Linked DNA regions of Mus musculus: region 2 is linked to region 1. A link is a contact called in public ChIA-PET data. All regions are on one chromosome and are shown on one strand. The core of a region is the stretch at or near the end of the contact, and the rest is flanking DNA. Distances in the headings are between cores, read along the strand shown.

What was found. ChIA-PET counts read pairs in DNA pulled down with a chosen protein or histone mark.
Region 2: a contact with region 1 is called in an RNA polymerase II ChIA-PET map of memory CD8 T cells, with 221 read pairs. The contact joins the promoter of Atp6v1f here to the enhancer-like site in region 1. A contact is called at or near these places in 7 of 39 promoter capture datasets (the HPC-7 cell line, HPC-7-derived erythroid cells, embryonic stem cells and 3 more), 1 of 15 datasets of contacts at CTCF or cohesin (the NIH/3T3 cell line), 6 of 115 datasets of contacts at active chromatin or transcription factors (the SCID.adh cell line, effector CD8 T cells, embryonic stem cells and 1 more) and 3 of 9 other capture datasets (adipose tissue, liver and pancreatic islet).

Annotation. Positions count from the first base shown.
Region 1 is chr6:29,412,792-29,417,692 of GRCm38.p6, forward strand. It overlaps Ccdc136 (coiled-coil domain containing 136), which reads left to right. Exons shown (of 18, transcript NM_001347071.1): 11 at 111-296; 12 at 1,995-2,189; 13 at 2,640-2,864; 14 at 4,281-4,787. Among named protein-coding and RNA genes, the nearest start is that of Flnc, 18 kb to the right of the region's middle. Within about 2 kb of position 2,875, at least 28 of the 459 cell types and tissues checked have an H3K27ac peak or open chromatin away from gene starts, as enhancers often do. A contact at or near this core is called in the SCID.adh cell line, effector CD8 T cells and memory CD8 T cells, where this site is marked.
Region 2 is chr6:29,465,547-29,470,447 of GRCm38.p6, forward strand. Atp6v1f (ATPase, H+ transporting, lysosomal V1 subunit F) reads left to right here and starts at 2,237. Exons shown (of 2, transcript NM_025381.2): 1 at 2,237-2,428; 2 at 4,521-4,901. The coding sequence starts at 2,271. The coding sequence ends at 4,722.

The DNA.
Region 1 (4,901 bases), core at 1,625-4,124:
TTTGGTTCTCCCTGGCTGGGATGAAGTCAGGGTCGGAAAGGTAAGGGCGGAAAGATCAATAGTGAGGCGGTAGTTGTACATGGCATGATGGCTCTGCCTTCCTTACCCAGAATTCAGGGATACACCTCCAGCTTCAGGAGATGAAGGGATTGTATCAGTTCAGCAGGGATGAGCTGGAGCGCCAGAAGCACATGTATGACCAGCTGGAGCAGGACTTCCTGCTCTGCCAGCAGGAGCTGACAGAGCTCAAGTCCAGCCAGTCCCTCTGTGAAGAGAATGGAAACTGCTCAAACAAGGTAATTGTACTTCAGAGTGCTAAGGGCTTCTGGCCAGCTTGGGAGAGAGGAGAAGCAGACAAGGTCGCCCAACTGAAGGTAGAAGACAAAGGCAGACCCATGTCTGCTGGCCTTAAAACAGTTCGTCTTGAACTTGACTTGAATAAGAACCATAGCTTAGTAGATGAATGCGTTTGATCTCAGGCAGTATGAACATGTGGTTTTTATACAACCCCATGTATATATGCATTTCTACAGTGGTATTATAACTGTACTGATGTCTCATCATTTGAAGGGAGGCACATACATACACATGTATAACTAAACTAAAAAGAATAGAGCCAGATTTCTGAAACAACTTGCAAGTGATTTTAAGGATATGGTCTGTACCTTGAATGCTGATTTGAGTATTAGAAGAACCAGTGCTCTTTTAGGATATAGTCAGACTTGAAGTAAATTCCCAAATCTTGAATTTTGCTTCAAATTAAACAAAATGCTATTCTTGTTTTGTTTTGTTTTGTTTTTTAGAGATGAGTGTTGAGACAGAGTCTTGTGTTTAGACTAGGTTACCCTTGAACTTGTGGTGATTCTCCTGCTTCCACTTCTATTGCTCAGATTATAGGCATGTACCACCATACCCAGCTTGGTACAGGACAATATTTTTGACTCACTTTCTTTAAGAAAATAATTCCAGCAATGATACATAAGGGTTTGTTGACTTTTTCTGTGGTGTATAAGATGTCAGTCAGCCATTGCCATTTACCCTGTTGAGCACTGTCAGCCCTTGATTATGATAGGAACTAGAAAGGAGTGGAGCCCCTTGGGGAAAAGGCATAAGAGTCTTGGGAGATGGTGAGCCTGGCCATGTTCTGCGAGGGTGCTCCGGCTCCTGCCTCTCCCAGTAGTAGACAGTGACCCTAGGGAAAGGCCTTTATGATATAGAGGACTGAGAAGGTCACAGTCTGGTTGCCATTCCATCCCAGGGCTTACATTTTGCCTGCTTTCTTCACTCCCACTCAGTTGAGAGATCCACTGGATCCCTGATTTGCTTCAATACCTCGTACAGTGCTAGAGCTTACAGGAAGTGAAAGGTGTGCTGCCGTACAAGTCACTGAGGTTTTACTTGATTTTAAAATACCTGGTTCTGAGAATAAGAGGCTAATGTAGCTTTAACCCAAATTCAGCAATGGCTCTTACTTTACTAAAGGTTTTACAGTATGATTAAGACTAGGGATGTAGCTCGGTGGTAGAGCACTGGCCTAGCATACATTAGGTCCTAGGTTCAATTTCCAATATGGGTGTCAAAAGTCAGGAAAACAAAAAATAAGAAAAATTATATCCAAATTAAGTCCTGATTGATGAAGTAAATAAATTAAGTCTAAAAACAATTGACAGGGTGGCTTGAACTGGTTTTCCCTGCACTGCTGGGAGCTGGAGATAGTGTGTCACAGGGAAGGGAGGGCACTGAGATCTCTGCTTCTCAAGCTACTCTCTGGGAGCGTGGCAGATGAGCTTAGTACAGTATGATGGAGTGCTCAGAACTACCTAATGGCGCCCCCTTAACATAGAGGTCTGAGCTGCACAGGGCGATCAATCCAGGTGACTGAACAAGGAAGAGAGGGGGCCGAAAAAGTGGCAGGAGGCAGGGAGCACACGGTGCTGTGCCAGCCCCTAACTATACCTTCTGTAGTAACCTTGCCCTGCACTCCTGACCCATAGTGTGATGCTCTGCTGGCCAGACTGACAGAATTGCAGGACAAGTTCAAAGCCAGCCAGGAGGAGATTGGGCACCTGCAGATGGAACAGTGTGAGCTCCTGGAGGACCAGAGGAGGCTGCAGGAGGAGCAGGGCCAGCTGCAGGAAGAGCTGCACAGGCTCACATTCCCACAGCCCAAATGTGGCATCTTGCAGAAGGTACTCATTGCCAGGGCGAGACCATTGATCAGGGGGAGGCTGCTCTGAGAGGCTTCCAGGTATAGCTGTCCATGGGGAAGAGAGGGAAGTGAGCAGTTTCCTTTCTTGCTCAGGTACCTTTTATTTTCTTACCATTCTCCCCACAGAGCTGATTTGGGTTTTTCTTCATAAAGGCTTTAAACTTTAACATTTATATTCTGAAGTCTGTGCAGTGTTATGTATTTAGCTATTTGGTCAGTCTGGAGGAAGTACACCTGAAATCAGTTTGTGAACTGTAAAATATCTACACATTGGAGTCTTTTTTTTTTCCGATTAGCAAACTTCCATGGAAAGAACCGCTTTCCCCAGAAGGGCTCTGTGAAGCAGGGAAGAGGCAGAGCCCAGCAGGGATGGGGCTGAGGAGGGCGTTTCTTCCTTAATCGCCGCCTTTCCTTCCTCCTCCCTACTCAGAGTCAGGAGCTGCTTTCAAAGCTGCAAGATCTGTGTGAAATGCAGCTGCTCTACCAAAACATGCAGGAGCAACAGCGAAAGCTGACACAAAACCAGGAGTGTGTACTGAAGGAGCAGCTAGAGGCACACAAGCATCTTCGAGGTTTCAAAGAGTCTCATTTCCAGGAAGTGTTGGCGAACCCTCAAGATGCTAGAGGGCCTAAGTCCTCCAGTTGTGAGAATAAGGTAACCACAGCAGCAGGAAGGGGTTTGGCTCTTGTGAGGACAGCTGTGCGGCAGGGAAAGGGCTCTGTAGAAGAGTTGAACCAGGAAGGCCTATTTGGATAGGAAGTAGGATGAGACTGACGCCCTTGTCAGGGTCTTCCACGGGCTCCACTACTTAGACACCCTGAGTATCTCACGCAGAGGCGCACGCTCTGCTGTGATGTTTGGATGCAGAATGATTTTCTTTTTAAAGAGCTGAAGAGAAAGCAGCATCTAGAACAGAGTTTAGGTGGCCTGGAAGGTCTGTCTGACCACTGGGTTCTATCCCCACAACATGGCATTTTCAAAATATGTGCAATCAGCTCACTGTTTGTTTTGATTCCTGTTGACCAGCCCTGAGTGTGTCATCTTTTTGTGTGGGCTAGAAAGTCTGCTCCATTGTCAGAGTCTGTAACCTTTTGAGTCTCCATAACAAATCTAGCCCCAGTCATCTCCAAGGAAAACAGTTGCAGCAGACAGGATCATGGTGCCAACTACATTATTTTACTGAACGTTGGGCCAGGTTATAGGAACTAAATAGAAAAATCATTGTTTGTCAGACACTATCAGGAGTCACTGTCATGCCTGTGAGGTAAGATGGCTAGGAATTTCTACACAAATCTGTTCAGAGTTGGGCAATAAATTTGGTCCAAGGTCTCAGTGTAAGCAAGAGCAGGTAGACAGTTTCAGTTCAGGCTAAAACTACCAGTTTTAATATTCCCATGAACAAGGAGAATCAGGAAATGGAGGAAGTCCAAACTGTGGGACTTCTTGAGCATTCCAGGGGTGTTAGATATCCAGGCTGAGAGCCTGGGTAGCATAGAAACTGGGAAGTCACGTGTAAACTGTTTCCTTGATCTAATACTGAATGTATACTTGAGGCATGGAAAACATACTTTCAGGGAGAAGGTACAGGGACTAGTGAGGAGCAAGACCTTGATTCCAAGCCTGAATCTTCCAAGAAACAAATTCATAGTCACACATTTGCAGCTGGGCTGATTGTCCCATGAGGGGTGGTGGAGAGGACTGAGCCCAAGGTCAGGATGGGGGCACTTGACTTAAGAAGATCATCGGTGTGATAGGGAGCCCGGGTGTGCGTGAGACCTACCTACACAGCTTCAGGGAGGAAGTTTCTGCCAGAGTACAGAAACCAGTAGAACGGGAGCTCTAAAATCACTTAGTATCTGTCCTGGGAGATTTTTTTCAAAGTAGCAGAAAGCTGCCCCACACCAGTCTCCTGTAGGTTAAGGCAAAGGCAAAGGCCTTGTGAAACAGAGGTAGGTGTGTGTGCTCTTCTCTCAGGTAAGCACTCACATCTGCCCTAGGAGAGGGGCAGCTGAAAGGACTGGAATATCTCACAGTAATGGTGATGTCTCCTGCCCCCTGCCTCCCCCCTAGTTCAAGGTGCTTATGGACCAGCTGCAGGCTCTGCAGGTGCTATATGACACCAGTCAGAAACAGCAGGAGGTACTGCAGCGGGAGCATGGGCGGCTCATGGAGGAGCGGAAGAGGCTGCAGGCTGAGCTACAGCTCTGCATGGAAGAAATGCAGGTGCTCCAAACTCAGTCCCCCATGATAAAAAGGAGTTTTGAGTACTGCGGGAAGAACTCAGGCAGCAGGGCCCCCAGCACTGAGAACTTCCACAGGAGTTACGAGAGCTCCATTGATGAAAATGAGGGCTATCAGAAGAGTTATGTGAGCTCCCAGCCCAGCACTGAAACCTTCCTCAAGAGCTATGACAGTAGCACCAGTGCCAACGAGGCCTTTGAGAAGAGTTACTGCTCCAGCAGCACAAGTGTGAGCTATAAGAAGAGTTATGGCTCTGTCAGTAGTGGTGAGACCCTTCACAGGAGCTATGCCAGCAGCAGTACTGATGAGGACCCAGCTGAGCCTGAAGACTTGGAGGTAACCATTGCCAGGTTATTGGTCAGGCAGGGAAGGTGGGTTCCTCTGAAAGAAACAGCACCAGGGGAAGGGCATATGAATGAGATAGGAGCAGGGGCAGAGCAGGCTCGGAGT
Region 2 (4,901 bases), core at 987-3,486, 52 kb after region 1:
CACTTCTGTTTGATTCCCTCCTTTGGCAGTGACTCTGCACACACGTGGTTCTAGAATAGCTCTAACGTATGAGCCTGGTGATGAGGACCCTTTAGACCTCAGGAAAACATCTAGATTCTTTAATTTTGATTGTTTGCTTGGTTGTTGGTGGTGGTTGTGGTGGTTGTGGTGGTGGTGTGCGTGTGTATGTGTTTGGAGAAAAGGTCTCTCTATGTATCCCTGGCTATGCTGGAACTAACTCTGTAGACCAGGTAGCTTTAAACTCAGAGATCCACCTGCCTCTGCCTCCTGAGTGCCACTGCAGCCTGTTTTGTTTTGTAAATTTTTTTTTTTTGGTGATAGATTTAAAAAATCAATTGTTTGCATTTAATTAGTTATTTGCTGTGCCTCTGCGTGTGTTTGTAAAACAAATGTAGAGAGATCAGAGGACAACTTACAGAACTTGCTTCTCTCTCCTTCCACAGTGTAGGTTCTAGAGAGTTCACTCAGGTCATGAGCTGTGTAGTAAGTGCCATAACTCACTGGGCCATCAGGACAATCTTAACATATAGTTGTGGTGGTCTGAATATGTTTTGCCCACGGGAAGTGGCATTATTAGAAGGTGTGGCCTTACTGGAGGAGGTGTGGTCTTATTAGAGGACGGGTGTCACTGTGGAGGTGGGGCTTTGAAGTCTCATATATATGCTCATGTCTGGCCCATGTGATCAAGACTCTTGTTCTGGCTGCCTTTGGACTGAGATGTAGAACTCTCAGCTCCTCCAGGACCACGTCTGCTTGCAAGCTGCCATGCTTCCTGCCATGATAATGGACTGAACCTCTGAATCTGTAAGCCAGCCTCAATTAAATGTAACCTTTCTAAGAGTTGCCCTGGTCACAGTGCCTCTTCACATGTGCTGGTGCCCCTCTCATTCCTAAGACAATATCCCAAGCTGGCCTTGAGCTTGTGCCAATCTTCTTGCTTCAAACCTCCTAAGTGCTAGGATTGTTTCTATGCAATTATCTAAATTTAGGAACTAACATGAGGCCTTGCTTGGTTTCTACAGCACTACATAGTGTCATCATTCATTTGCCTATTTCTTTGGTAATTTAATATATATTCAGTAATTGTTAGCCATGTCATAGTTAGCATGCATGTGTACATCATACCGATTCAGACCTTGACCTTCCAGCTAGGAAATACCTGTTCTTGGACAGTTATGGTAGCCTATGTCTGTAATCCCAGACTGAGGCAAGAGTTGAAACAAACAAATGGACAGGAAATAGTGGTGCATTTCTGTAGTCCCAGCATTCAGGAGGATGATGCAGTAGGACCACTGGCTGCAAGTTCAAGGCCAACCTAGTCTACATTCTGAGTTCCAGGCCAGAAAAGGCTACATATAGCAGGTTTCAAAAAACAAACTACCAAATAAAACCAAAAAAAGGGGGTAGGTAGTTTGGCCTAATCCTAATATTTGGATAAATCTTTTTATAAGATTTATTTATTTCATATATGTGGGTACACTGACACTGTCTTCAGATGGTTGTGAGCCACCATGTGGTTGCTGGGAATTGACCTCAGGACCTCTAGTAGAGCAGTCAGTGCTCTTAACCACCTAGCCATCTTCCAGCCCTGAGACCTATCTTTAAAAAAAAAAAAGCACTGGGTTGACCAGATGAACCTCAAGGTGACTCTCATAGGGTGTATTATGACCTCACAAACTTGTGGCCTGCTCCACTGCCACACTACACCTGCCTCCGAAATCACAAATGTAACAACAAAAAGATGTTTTTTTTTTTTAAGTCAAACAAATCAAGCACACACTGTTCTGTTTTGTGTAATGGCGCAGGCCTATAATACCAGCATTCGGAAAGTAGAAGCAATAGGATCTATCCTCTTCTACACTGCAAGTTCAAGTCCGGCCTGAGATAGGTAACCATCTGTCTCAAAAAAGCCAAAACCAAACTAACGTACACTGAAAAGAAAGAAAAAAAAAGTATGTCCCCTAAAGTCTCGGTCTCTAATAACACTAGGTTCAAAAGGCATTTCTTCCAAGAGAGAAGAAATTAAGGACAGAATGCCAGAGAGAGGCCTGTGACGCTCAGCCTTCTGGGAGACGTAGTTCTGTGGTTTGTGTTTCTGGCCTCTATGGCGCAAGAGTACGCAGATTAAGCGGAGTTCCTGCTAAATGCGCATGCCCGGGAGGCGGGGAACTGCGCATGACTGAAGGGCGGGGTCTCTGCGGGGGCGGGGCATCACAGGTGTTTGGGAAGCGCTCTGCCCGGCGGACAGGATGGCGGGCAGAGGTAAGCTAATCGCGGTGATTGGAGACGAGGACACGGTGACTGGTTTCCTGTTGGGCGGCATAGGGGAGCTAAACAAGAACCGCCACCCTAATTTCCTGGTAGTGGAGAAGGATACCACCATCAATGAGATCGAAGACACTTTCAGGTACGGTAGCCTGTTAGGCCTAAATGGGTCCTTCCGCTTGCTACAAGCACGGGGAGAATTGGTGGCCTGATAACCTGGGTGTCACGTGGTGATGGGGACCGGGATGGTCCCGGAAGTCGTCTGTCCACCCTGAGCAGGGGCCTCCGCCATCTAAGTTCCCTTTTGGGGCTCAGTGGGGTCCGGCCTACCGCAGGTCCACGAACTTTCCCCATCACATGATTGTGTGTCAGTTTAGGAGGGGAGTGGAGCTTATGGTCTGCACCAGCTGTAATTGGACGCCTGGAGCCTCTTGCCAGTGCTGACCGGCTTGTTCAGCCCTCTTCCGGGGTCTCTGTAGCGTATTCTCTGAACCTTAGTCTTTTCGACTAAGAAAACTAACCACCTCCAGCGTAGGTCCGGACAGTGGGCGCGTGTGTGTGTGTGTGTGTGTGTGTGTGTGTGTGTGTATACGCTTCATTTATCTTAGAGGCTTACAATTGTCCTGTAAGGTACTGGTTATTCCCAGTTACTAGTGAGAAAAATAAAGGACAATTGGTTAGGGCACAGGCACATTAGCCATAGGAGGCAGAACCCAGGTCAACTCTTTCTTTTTAATTACGGCGTTTGTGTGTGTCCGTGGGTAGGTGTGCACACATGGAGGTCAGAAGACAACTTGTGGAGTCAGTTTTCTTTCCATGGGCTTTGAGGATTGAACTCAAGTAACAGGGCTTGGATAACAAGCAGCTTTACCTGTGTCTTCTAAGTTACTACCCACTCTGTTTATTCAGCTCCCTGCAGTCTGCCATGGGGCTTCCATTTGTCTTGCGCACAATAAGCAAAACATCTGGGAAGTATGGCCTTCCCCAAAGACTTTGTACTTCAGATCTTCACATCATACCCTGGGTCGTAGTTTTTAAAACTGGGTGCAGGCATTCCTTTTAAGCCAGAAAGTGCACTGTTGACTAGAATTGAGGGTGCCAACTCTCTATTTTTTTTCCTCATTCCTTTTCTAGAATTACTATGCCAAATCTCAGGAATAAACTGCCCTCACCTGTTTCCCCTAAATAGCCCAGTCCAGGGATGCTGGCTGAGACTAGTTCCCACAGCCTGGAGCGTGGCAGGCTCTGACCTGGGAGACTGATCTCTTAGCAAACCAGTAAAGTGACCTCCATTGCCACTGGAGGACAGATCTTACTTCCAAGGATTTACCATGTTTCCAACAGGAAGGGGTCCTAAAATCACCAAGCCAAATCTACTCCATGCTCGACACAAAGTAGGTGCCCAGTGAATGACTTTTAATGAGTAAATACTTAGCTGAATGGGTGTGCATGTCTGTGTGTGGAGGTGATCACATGCGAGGAAGGCCAGAATGACAGTATCTGTCTGGAAATGGTGATTCCTTCATTGCTGAGTTTCCTCTTTCCATCTTGCCTTTGGCTTACAGCAGATGTCCTCCTGGCCCACCCCCTGCCCTAATCAGTATAGATGTGAGGCATCCAGTGGTCTCATTTACCCTATCTCAAAAATTTACTAAAAAGCAAAAGGTATACAGTAAGGAATCACCCTGCCACCCCCACCCTTTCAACCTCTATCAATAAGAAAATTTTGTTTTGTTTTACAAGACAGGGTTTGTGTAGCCCTCCCTGACTGTCCTGGAATTAGCTCTGCAGACCAAGCTGGCCTTGAACTCCACTACCATTTAGTCTTTTTCTTTCTTCTCTTCTCTTCTCTTCTCTTCTCTTCTCTTCTCTTCTCTTCTCTTCCTCCTCCTCCTCTTCTTCCTCTTCCTCCTCCTCCTCCATTTTTTTTTTTGTGGTGGTGGGTGGTGGTTTGTTTTGTTAATAAGGCTCTTGTGTTTCTAGACTTTCATGCAGACACAGAGGGGCTCCTATTTCTCTCTCCTCTGCCTCTCCTCCACAGGGGCAGCTTAAAGAACACACTGACTTGCACCCTGGTCTTCATTACCAGTTCCCTCCACGAGCTGATGTGTGGACTCCAACCCTGAGCTGTGTGGTTCTGAGCTCCTATGTGTAGTTGCTTCATCCAAGAAAAGAGAAGGCTGAAGGCCTTATACCTCCGGCCACTGTCAATTCCTCTTCTTCTCCCCCAACAGGCAATTTCTAAACAGGGATGACATTGGCATCATTCTCATCAACCAGTACATCGCAGAGATGGTTCGGCACGCCCTGGATGCCCACCAGAGGTCCATTCCAGCTGTCCTGGAGATCCCGTCCAAGGAGCATCCCTACGATGCAGCCAAAGACTCCATCCTGCGCAGGGCCAAGGGCATGTTCACCGCTGAAGACCTGCGCTAGGGCTGCTCAGCCCTCAGCCCTCCTCATCACCAGGCCTCTCCTGGTTTGCCATGCTCTATTTAAGTGTCAAGCCTTGGTTTCCAGCCCCTCCCTTCCTCTTCACTGAGTGGCTCGTAAGCTGTTGGGGTTCGGTTGTTCAGGTCTAGGCTGGGTAGAGAAAGAAAGCCCAACTGTTTCTC